2 separate regions of the Zea mays genome follow, and region 2 is linked to region 1. The links are chromatin contacts, called in public Hi-C maps. All regions are on one chromosome and are shown on one strand. The core of a region is the stretch at or near the end of the contact, and the rest is flanking DNA. Distances in the headings are between cores, read along the strand shown. Region 1 holds the start of LOC103637974 (replication termination factor 2). Region 2 holds the start of LOC103637982 (CHD3-type chromatin-remodeling factor PICKLE).

What was found. A called contact is a pair of places that touch in the nucleus more often than the background predicts.
Region 2: a Hi-C map of leaf shows a contact between it and region 1, with 7 times the contacts expected there. The contact joins the promoter of LOC103637982 here to the promoter of LOC103637974 in region 1. A contact is called at or near these places in 13 of 25 Hi-C or Micro-C datasets (bundle sheath, ear, endosperm and 4 more) and 1 of 3 datasets of contacts at active chromatin or transcription factors (leaf).

Annotation. Positions count from the first base shown.
Region 1 is chr9:14,782,554-14,788,100 of Zm-B73-REFERENCE-NAM-5.0, forward strand. It overlaps LOC103637974 (replication termination factor 2), which reads left to right and starts at 2,024. Exons shown (of 1, transcript XM_008660971.3): 1 at 2,024-3,642. The coding sequence starts at 2,212. The coding sequence ends at 3,255. It overlaps LOC103637976 (transcription factor LRL3), which reads left to right. Exons shown (of 7, transcript XM_008660972.3): 3 at 1-35; 4 at 377-442; 5 at 570-635; 6 at 739-813; 7 at 941-1,391. The coding sequence ends at 1,279.
Region 2 is chr9:14,963,368-14,968,954 of Zm-B73-REFERENCE-NAM-5.0, forward strand. LOC103637982 (CHD3-type chromatin-remodeling factor PICKLE) reads left to right here and starts at 3,792. Exons shown (of 31, transcript XM_008660980.3): 1 at 3,792-4,485; 2 at 5,437-5,571. The coding sequence starts at 4,327.

The DNA of each region.
Region 1 (5,547 bases), core at 774-3,273:
GGCAGGCCACTGACCCCCACAGCATAGCGGAACGTGTATGTATGCCACCTTTTCATTTTTCTTCTCTACAAGCTGAACTGTTCCCTCTTTTAACAAAAAACAACAACATTCTCTGAAAGCTGAACTGTCACAACTTCTCTGATTTTTTTCATTAAGCACACAATTAAGACACAACAATGTGACAAAACACATTGCAAGGCGCATGCAAATTTGTTTTTGTCCGAAGAGTTTTAGTATATGTCATAAATTTATATACAATTCGTTATCCAGCCATTGTTCTTGTTCATTAGCCAAATAGTAGAGATTTGTTTGGTCCTAGCACTTTTACGACACAGAGAATTTCTCAACTTTTTCTTGCAACCCATTTCGCATGCAGCTTCGGAGGGAGAGGATCGCGGAGCGGATGAAGTCGCTACAGGAACTGGTCCCGAACGCCAACAAGGTCGGCATCCCCCCTCTAGCTAGCTAGCTCCTTTCTCTTCTCTCTCGCTCGCGTCGTCAACAATCAACAGACAACACTGAAATGGCGACGTGGTGTGGGTCGGTCGTCGTTGTTTGTGGTTTTGCAGACGGACAAGGCGTCGATGCTGGACGAGATCATCGACTACGTCAGGTTCTTGCAGCTCCAAGTCAAGGTGATGCTATTTAGTTGGCAGTTCATGTCTTTGATTCAGTGCGATCGAGTGCCAGTGCAGTACGTGCTGACGTTAGTTGTGCTGTGCATTGCATTGCGCACAGGTTCTCAGCATGAGCCGGCTGGGCGGAGCCGCCGGCGGGATGGCGCCTCTGGTTGCGAGCATGGCTTCATCAGAGGTACGTATGTACGGCGGTAACCAACCAGAGCATTTGGCACTCGCTCGGCCACTCGCCACCACCAACATAACAAATGTCGTGGCAAGAGCATCGTCGTCATCCATGCATTGATCACGCGCACGTGCAGGGAAAGAGCAATGGAAGCGGCGGCGGCGGCAACACTAACGCTACCACCAAGAGCGGCAACGGCGGCGGGCTGCGGGTGGCGGAGCACCAGGTGGCGAAGATGATGGAGGAGGACATGGGCACGGCCATGCAGTACCTGCAGGGCAAGGGCCTGTGCCTGATGCCCATCTCCCTGGCGTCCGCCATCTCCTCGGCCACCTCATCCGCGTCGCTCCTCTCCCGCCCGCCCCCCGCCGCCGCCGCCGGCGGCGGCGGCGGCCAGATGCACGGTGCCAACGGCGGCGCTGCCGCCGCGGCGACGACCATATCATCGCCCGCGTCGGCTAACAGCTCCGGATGAGGGGGACTGGGGGGAGAGCATGAGCGACAGCTGTATCAAAAGCAAAAGGGTGTATCTAAAAAAAATTATTGAGTCCTTTTTGAGGCTTTGACCTTCACTTGGTGCACCGTACCATGATGCGCAGCGCAGTGACGACTGGCATCACCAGATCATTGACCATGTGGCTGCGGACATGGTATCTTAGTTCATCTTAAGACGAACGTACACACAGCGTTAATGATGGAACGATGTGCAGTGCACGCCAGTAGGCTGGTCAGGTCGTGCGTGGTGATGACCGGAGAAACCCAAACAAGGCGTGATCGAGGAATATATAAGGGCGTGCGGCGATCATGTTTATTGGTTATACACGACCCGCAGCTCATGCAAGCGAGGTGCACGCACGTTTGTCAAGTATAGATATAGATGGATATCCAGCTCACCAGCTGTTTTGTTTGGTTACACAGCTCGGTTGTCGGCTTCAGTCGCTGGACGGTCACCTGCAACAGAACAGCAATCGCATCTCCGCGATCGTGTTGTGTGCTCTCTAGCGGCCGAAACCGTGTGGAGTTACTGAAGTACACGAAGAAAGAACTAGAAAATGCTCAAAATCTCGCCCGCCAGACTCACTCCCAGGAGCTGGCAGGCCTCGCCTTCTCAAGTTCTCAGAGCTCACCAGATTCAAGTCACGTGCGCCAACCTCGCTTTCCGCGGATGACCCGGCCCGGCTCGGCCCACTAGGCACCACAACAAGATCGGTTCACCGCTCGCGATTCACGATTCCTCCGCGTCCAACTTTTCCACGGCCGCTCGCACCATCGTCCGCCCATCTCGATTTGGCTCGGGCTCTCCTCCCCCCCAATCCCCAATTCCCCATTGTCTTCGTCCGTCCAGCACCAGCTTTCCTCCGCACCCCGATCCGGACAGCCTCGCCGGAACCCTAACCCTAGCGCGCCATGGCGGGATACGCCCAGCCCGCATCCAGGGCCGTCGTGCTCCGCCTGGACGACCTGGCGCTGCCCCCGCGGCACCTCACCGTCCCCCCCCACCTCCCCGTCTCCGACCTCCTCCGCTCCATCCCGCTCCCCTCGCCCTCCTGCTACTACCTCACCGCCGACGGGCGCCCGCTGCCGGCCTCCTCCCCGGTGGCGGCGCTCCCGCCGTCGGCCTCCGTCCAGCTCCGCCTCCGCGCGCTCCGGGGCGGCGGCGGCGACGGCGGCGCCACGGGCGCCGAGTCCCGCGACTGCTACCTCTCCATGTACCTCGCCAAGAAGCCCGACAAGGCGGACCCCAACGAGGCGCGCCTCTCGCGCTTCACCTGCTGCGCGCTCTCCGGGGAGCCCCTCGCCGCGCCCGCCGTCGCCGACCGCCTCGGGAACCTCTACAACAAGGAGCCGCTCGTTGAGGCGCTGCTCCACAAGCGCCTGCCCAGGGCGCTGTCCCACATCCGGGGCCTGCGCGACATGGTCCCCATCCACCTGCACCCCAGGCCGGGCGCCGACGCCGCCGGGGACGAGGTCCGGTTCCAGTGCCCCGTCACCGGCCTCGAGTTCAACGGCAAGTACCAGTTCCTCGCGCTCCGTGGGTGCGGCCACGTGCTCAGCGTCAAGGCGCTCAAGGAGGTCAAGACGTCCGCGTGCTTGGTCTGCCACGAGGAGTTCGGCGAGGCCGACAAGATGCCCATCAACGGGACTGAGGAGGAGGTGGCCGAGCTCAGGAAGAGGATGGAGGAGGAGAGGGGGAAGGCGAAGGAGAGGAAGGACAAGAAGGTTCTCAGTGGGAATAAGCATGCTGCTACTGTCGTGGCGCCGGTGGTGGCGGCGGCCGGAGCTGAGAATGGGAAGAAGGGCGAGGCTGCTTCAGCAAAGCGCTTCAAGGCTGCGGACCATGCGCCAGCCCATGCCAATAAGGAAGTGTATGCGTCCATATTCACATCGTCCAGGAAGTCGGATTTCAAGGAGACATACTCGTGCCGCTCGCTTCCGCTGGGAAGAAATTGATCTCATGCCAAGAGCGATTGCATTGCATGGAGGTGGTGATCCTATTGTGCTGATTTGCCTCGCTCGTGTCACCAACTTCAATGTTGGTTCCTTTATCTGGTGGTGTTATTTATGTTTGATTGGTGACCCTGAGCGTATTTTGGCTGTTAGAGCAGCGTTAAATTCAACGTAGCAACGATGGGTGGAATCTGCGATAGTTTGGTCTTGTGTAGAGTTTGAATTAAAAGTTGTTACTTGGCTGATTGTTCCAAAAAATAATTGACAAACGCCATGGTCTTCATTGTTGTTGTTGCCACAGTACAGTTAATCCAAGTCCATGGAATTCAACGGTGAGGATGTATGGACAGTTGCGGTTTTGTGGATGTCAACATTGCCAGTTTTTCATTATTTTCCTATGTAGTATCTCAGTTCTCGAATATTTGTTGCCAACTAGTTTATTTAGTTTGTTTTTAGCTAAATTGCGACAAATAAACCACTTTAATCTTGAAACCCTTTTGATGTGGACTAGTTAGGTGCTCGTGCATTATAACGACATACAAAATATTTGACAAAACGTTAGTGCTCTTATGCTTGTTTGTCTTTGTATACAATGGTATATTTGGAGAAGCATGAAAAAAAGTGAATGTGTGTGAGATAGGAACGGATGTAAGTGCACCTTACAAAAAGCATACAACGTGTACAACAACCATGATGCAAATAATAGCTAGCAAGTTTACACAAGAATAGAATATAATAGAACTGAACATTGACGATATAGATGTTCAAACGGGCGGCACGACCCTGGCACGGTTGAGTCCGGCATGGTTAAGTCTGATTACTTAAATGTATCGTGTTGTGCCACCCGACGGGCCTGAACCCCTACACGAGCACAACACGGGAATGGCCCGACCTTGTCGGGCCGAGCCGACAAGTACGACCCATTTACATGCTCGTGCCAGCATGAGCACGCCAACACAAAAAACATGAGCATCTTAAACTTTACTCAGATCACACAGTTCACATATCACAAATTCACTTAAATTAGCATAGATCACAAAATAACTAAAATTGTTACACAGATCACAATCACTTACAACAAATTCGACATAACACATATGACATATCACAATTCACCATTAGTACATAGATCACAAATAGCACACAAACCCTGCATAAAAGCATTAGAGCTGTTCGTGGCAATGGTTGCCTCGTCAAAAAACTTTCTAGGTAAAAACTCACACCTCATGAGAAAACACTAGAAAGGAAAAAATAGTAAAACCTAGCTTTGATATAATTAGTTCAATGCCTTATAAAGATGTTCTTGTTTAGTTACAACACTAGATCACTAGAGCACGATAGGAAGAAGAAATACAAGATTACAAAGCCTAGGGCCTAGGCCCTAAGGGTCATCAAAATAAAGTCCTTCATATGCATCTTCAAGTTCTTGGTCCTGTGTGCAGTGCTGCCCTCTAGCTTCACCAAGTTTCCAATCTTTCATGCACAGTAACATCTCAACCATTTCTAGTGCTAGGCGTCGTCGTCGTTCCTCGATTATCCTGCCGTAGAGGCTAAATGCAGATTATGAGGAATGTGACTTGTAGTCCTTCCACTTTTGTCGTTTGAGGATTTGTTGAAAGCTTTTGAGAATGAGGGTCATCTCCTCGTTATCAATCTTGAAAGGGTATGTTGGAAGCCCTTGGTTGGTGTTGTCTCCTCCTTTCTTTCTTCCATCGTCTTGAATGCAACGGGTTGTGGCTCAGGAGTGGAGGATATGCCTTGAGCCATGTTCTCGGTGTGCCTAGAGTCTTTGACCATAAGCTCAAAGCTCATAAATTTTCCAAACACTTCCTTAAGATACATTTCTTTGTAGCTAGGATTTTTATGAATTAATTGAACTTTAGTAGAATTACGAAATACAAGTGATCTTGGTATGAGTTTGACGGCTTCATGATCGGTCAACTTGGTGCTCCCGAGGTTCCGGACTTGGTTCACTATCATAATAAGCCGGTTGTACATGGCTTACGACTCTTCTCCTTTGTCGAGGGTGAACCGTACAACTCTCATTCGATCATCTCCCTTTTGGTGATCTTGGTGACCATGTCACCTTCGTGCACCGTCTTGAGGACATCCCCAATTTCCTTGACGCTCTTCAACCCTTGTATTTTGTTGTACTCCTCCCTACACAAGGAAGCGAGGAGTATTGTGGTAGTTTATGAGTTGAAGTGCTAGATTTGTGCGGCCTTGTCTGAATGTAGTCCTCGTCTCCAACCCATGGTATCTGCGCTCCAAACTCAACAAATGCTTTCATGAGGT
Region 2 (5,587 bases), core at 2,542-5,041, 180 kb after region 1:
GGGCCATCTCTTTCGAAACGTTGGCACTGGGTACCTTGAGCCAGAGCGAGCAACGAAGCTATAGCAACCAAAATTGTTATGGTACTGTTCTTTACCCCAGGGCTTCGTTTCATACGAAAGTTCATGCATACTATAAAAACATCTTGCACTTGGCTCTAGACCTTGACTTCTCACAGCCCAGACGAAGATCCCCATTCTAATAATTGCTTCGGGAGTGATCTGGTGAAGGAAAATTTGGTATGTCTTTAAAACTTCAACAACAAATCTGCTCAACGGAAACCTAAGTCCAGCTTTGAAGAAGCTTCCGAAAATCACAACTTCGTTTTCTTCGGGAGCAGGAATGACCCTGTCTACGTCAGCCCTCACAATAGACATATCTCGAAAATACCTTCCTCTCATATAGTCAAGATGACTCTGTTTGATAGTTGATTTCCCGAAGACTGCATGACTTGGTCGCCAGGGCCGATCTTCAGAGTCTTCGCCTCCACTCTCCGCATCATAGCTGTCGCTATCATCGGTATCTTCAGACAAGCCTTCCAGTATCTCTTTAGTAATCTTCTCTGTATTTGTTTTCGCTATTGACTCAACAAATCCAGCAGTCTTCTCCTCAAGGAGCTTCTCCTCTTCGGTTAGCTTCGTCTCAGCAACTGTCTTCTTGTCTTGAGACATCTTGTCTTCGGAAACGACAAAAAACGTATCCTTCAAACCGAAGCTCAAAAGCTTGAAAGCTATCAAGCGTTAGTAAGCACAAGTTATAAAAATTGAGAAAACAAGGCAAATGGCACAAGCAGCGTATCAAGTGCAGTCGGTGTGAGTTCCTATTTATAACGCCCAGTGCGCTCCAAGTTGGAGGGTCCCGTCTGTCATTGACTGTTGCTATTCTAGCAAAGGTAAGATGTTTTTTCGGACCTTTGGCTTAGGGTCTTCGTCCATGTCGCAATCTGAATTCGTTATTCTAAAAAATTAATATTGCGAGGGGCTACTGTTGGGGGCCTTCGTCTTCCGAAGGTCCTCAAAAACATGATTTAACAATATTTCCCGAGTGTGATATATGAACAGGTGCCTTCGGACTTGGATCAGAACCACACGGTATGAAAAAGCATGAACAACACGAAGATTGACGCAGCGTCGAAGCTACGCGCAAGAGAGCTTCGGCATAACGGCAAAAAAGGGGAACCGACTTAAAAGGGAAAAATGCTATTTAGTCCTCGATAGATTGTTCTAATGTCAATAGTAAACATAAAGGGCATGAATGTAATTCTAGACAGGTTGCGTCCTACGCCTATGAATAGATGAACAGTGCCCCCGTACTGCTCACGCTATCTTGTAATCGCTCGTGCGCAACACTTGGATTTTTGCCTTCTGTCAAGCCGAAGGTATAAATGTAATTAAATATCATATTTAAATATCCAAGTTTGTATAATGATAACATATGAATGATATGTTTCATATGTTTCATCTTTCGTCATCTTTTAACCGTATTCATGAAGGTACGCCCTTCATGACCTTCGTCCGAAGATCGTTATATCCTAAGGGAAATAATGCTTCGAAGGACGAAGGACTTTAACATTTAACATCTTGTGTTGCCTTGTTCTTAATTCATAGTATTTGAGAACAAGTCCCCAACGCCCATTGTAACAATATTTGATATAAAGTAGAAGGTACATATTGATTAGCATGAATCCAATCTCTGCCTAAGATTAGACTATAATTTCCTTCTACATCAGTGACGAAGAATACAACAGCAAGGGTCTTAGTCCCGATGGTTAACTCAACATATGTGACTCCCTTGGCTTTGATCGAACTATCGATCTCAACACCGTTGAGCATCATATTGGTCCTGACTAGTTTATCATCTTGCCTTCCTAACTTTCTAGGTGTTCCAGCGTGGCTCTGTAGTCGACCAAATCCTCTCCGAGCAGGTCATCCTCCTCCATAGGTGTTGGCGCATCATCCGAGGTGTTCTAGTGCAGAGCGGACGGTCCGAACTCGAGGGTTGAATGGTCCACGACATCGGTCTGGTTTATAACTGGACTGTCCACCGTACCTGCAAAGAGTTGTGCAATTGCTGTCTTGTTTTTTGTTTTTGTAGCCGTTTGATTTGCTTCGACGTCCTTTGGCCTCCACCATTTTTGCGGTGGTGGGTACTATGGATGTGTGTCGTTAAATATTTTTTCTGCTTCTTTTCCTTGCTCTCAAGAGCTGCAATTTTTGCTTTTTAGACCGTGATAGTCCCGATGGGCACATCGAGGCATGGAGTATCTTGGTTCGGCTGTTTTGTTGGCAGACGTGTCTTCCTCATTGCTTGTATTGGCCGATTTACCAAAAATCATAGGCCCTTCATTATTTCCCTATACGATGATATCTACTGTGCCTATTTTGATGATGTCCCCTTTTGTCGTTCTCTTGACAGCTATAGATATATGCTTCCCTACCGGATTGGTTGGCCTTTGCGGCCGAGCAGTTCGACAATTTTTTTGGAGTTGTGCCTGGTGACTGGATTGAGGGGCACTCAATCGGTCTTGTACCGAAGGTGACAACCTGTCAAACTCTATCGGCATCATGTAAAGGGGTTGTGACTGGTCATGACAACCTGTAGCCGATGAATCACACGTATTTTCCCCTGATTCAACCTCGTGCGAGGGAAAGTTTGCGACGGTAGATTTATCGAACGCACGCACTAACCTTTTATAATCATATAGCATACCCCTATAATCTGTTGCATTTGGTCTCGCTGCTCATCAATGTAAGCTCTAAGAGATTGGATTTTGTTCGTTTCGCTTACCTTGGGGGTAGCCGCAGTAGGTCGGAGCGAAGCCAGATCAGTCACCCGTTGTTGAACGACCTTGTTGTTTCTGTCCACTTTGAAGTTGGCTAGAAACTTTGCTTTTGCTTCCTTGATCAGCTTCTCTTGGTGCTCCTCGAACTCCAGTTGTTCTTCAATCATCAAGGTTTCCCAAGTCGGCTCGATGATATTGCTGGGGGAGACGTCAGAGCTATCTTTTGAACCGAACATTGAGGGCCAATCTGATAGGTCTTCACGCGAATTTCCAGCGAAGTCACCAAAAATTGTGCTGGCACCGATACGGGCGCGAATCACTGCGATGAGTACCGATGGCATGCTCTCCGCGGGAAGCGCGGATGGTCCATGACCTGGCGCAGAGGCTAGGAGTTCTGTTTGACGATCCGAACGATCATCACGTTCGCAGGGGCGACGAAGTTCACCGACGATGCCTGGATCTCGCTCCCGAGAGGGACCTCATCGCGGAGGAGAGATCGTATGGTTTGTCTTGGGATCGGTAGGCCAACCAAGACATCTCTAAACGATGTAGAACCGGAGAGAGATGAAGATTAAAGAGAGGAATCTAAGTTACTGTCTACTTCTAGGGCAAAAGATAAAGAATATAAGATAATTTGATTGTTGATTCGATTGTTGGTTCTTTAATCGGTCGTATCCCTTCAAATATATAAGGGGAGAGGTCTGGACCTGTTACCAGGCATTCTCCAATAGCTCCCACGAGATTTGGAGGGGTAAACACACGTGGAGATAAAAATTTTAACTGCCTGATTTGATCTATTCGTGGACCGTCCGTGTGGACCATTCACGACGTCGAGCCGTGACCAGTGCCAAACTATCCAAATCTCGGAAAACATTTTAATGGATCCCGTAAACAAGGTGCTAATTTGGCAATATATTAAATATAGGCTAGCAATTCACGTAAATGATGTCATATCACATCTAGCATAGCATATTCCACGCTTATAACCACTTGGATTGGATATCAGGAGATATCATATTTCACAAGATGCGTTATTTTTTCCGAACAAATCCACCGTCCATACATGCCTTATTGCCTTTTGCACATTCAAGACCGCTCTAGTCCCTGCTCTACAGCTCTAGTCGATTACAGAAATTTGGACAAAGCAGAAGGTTCAGGTCGTAAGATCGCCTAGTCCCTGCTCTTCCTGGTCAGTGGCCGTTACCACTGCCCCCTCTCCTCTCCTCTCGCTCGTGCAGAGGAGGAGACAGACTCCCCCCGTCGCCGCCCTCGCGCCTCCTCCGCCCGCAGCTCAAGCCGAGCGTCACCCCGTCGGCTACCTTCCATTCTCGCCGCACTTCTCCCACTGGGCACCTCGCGCCCTCGTGACGGTATAAATAGCCCCTAGTCACTCCTCGGCGCTCCTCAAACCCACCAAACCCTAGCCCACTTAGCGGCGGCGGCGCTAGAGGTGGAACGAGACCTTGGCGGAGGTAGCGAGGGTAGCGCTGCTCGCTCGCTCGTTGGGTTTCCATCCCCTACTGCCTAGAGCGAGCTCTACGCGACGATGAGCAGCCTTGTCGAGCGGCTGCGCGTGCGGTCGGAGAGGCGGCCGCGGTACGCGCTCGACGAGTCCGACGACGACCTCCCGCTGCGCGTTGGGGCCGGAAAGGGGAAGGATCAACAGAACGACGCGCCCGCCGAGCGGATCGAGCGCGAGGACGCGGTATGGCTGATCGGGGTCTCGCTTCTCTTTGCTTGTTGTTGCGATTTTTACTGAGGCTGGGTAGCTATTGTTTTTATGGGGGGATTGAGCCTATTATTGCTAGGATTTCTGCTCTGCATCGGGAGTTATGTTGCTAGATGGCTAAAACTGTTGCAAAACAGGATGAAACAGTTGTGTAATTCCGTGTGGAGCAGGGGAATGCAGGTGCCTGACTGGTGTTGGGATGTTTCTAGGAATATATGGTTAGACGACATGGTTGCTTGATGCTTTTAGGGAGCTGAATTGTGAATCTGGGTTCTCCCCCTCTGTTTTCTTGGGTCTGATTTCAGGTATGAGATGCTAAGTCTAGGTACTTACTACTTAGTATGACGAGACTGGGTTAACATCGAAAAATGTTAACTTTATTGAAATTTGTGCATTCTGAACTGAGGACCTAAGGGTCTGTGGTTTTGAGGTTGACACATTTGGTTGGTATCATGCTACCTAAATTTGAATTCAAATGGAAGAATCAGATGTGACACCCATGTTTGTTAACTGGCTTGACGTAGCTGTGTAAATACTACGCTACCCATGTTGTGCAGGTGAGTTAGTAGTTTTCTCTATATATATGATAGGTGGTCCGCTCAAGCTTGACCTAGGACTCTTGATGAAATTATCATAAGAGAGGACATTCAAATATTTGAAATTTTATTTGTTACCAGTTTACCACTTCACTGTCGGCTCTCCAGAACAGTAAGATAGTGATCTTATCCTTATCATTTTGAATTCTGGGATATCTTGCTAAAAAACTGAACCTTGTCTTCTCTATATACCGGAGCTCTAAACGTCTATGATGCACCATCCTGAATTTCAATCTCCTCTAGTTCATGTGATTTTGTTTTTTTAATCTTGTTTTTTCTATCTGCATAATCCTGTAGCTTTAGTTGGTTCATTCTTATTTTATATGTGCAGAAAGAAGAAGCTTGCCAGCGCTGTGGAAAAAGTGATAATCTAGTCTCTTGTTCAACATGTACATACAAATTTCACAGAAAATGCTTGGTTCCTTGCTTAAACATCACATCTGATAAATGGAGCTGCCCAGAATGTGTATGTCTTTGCTTCA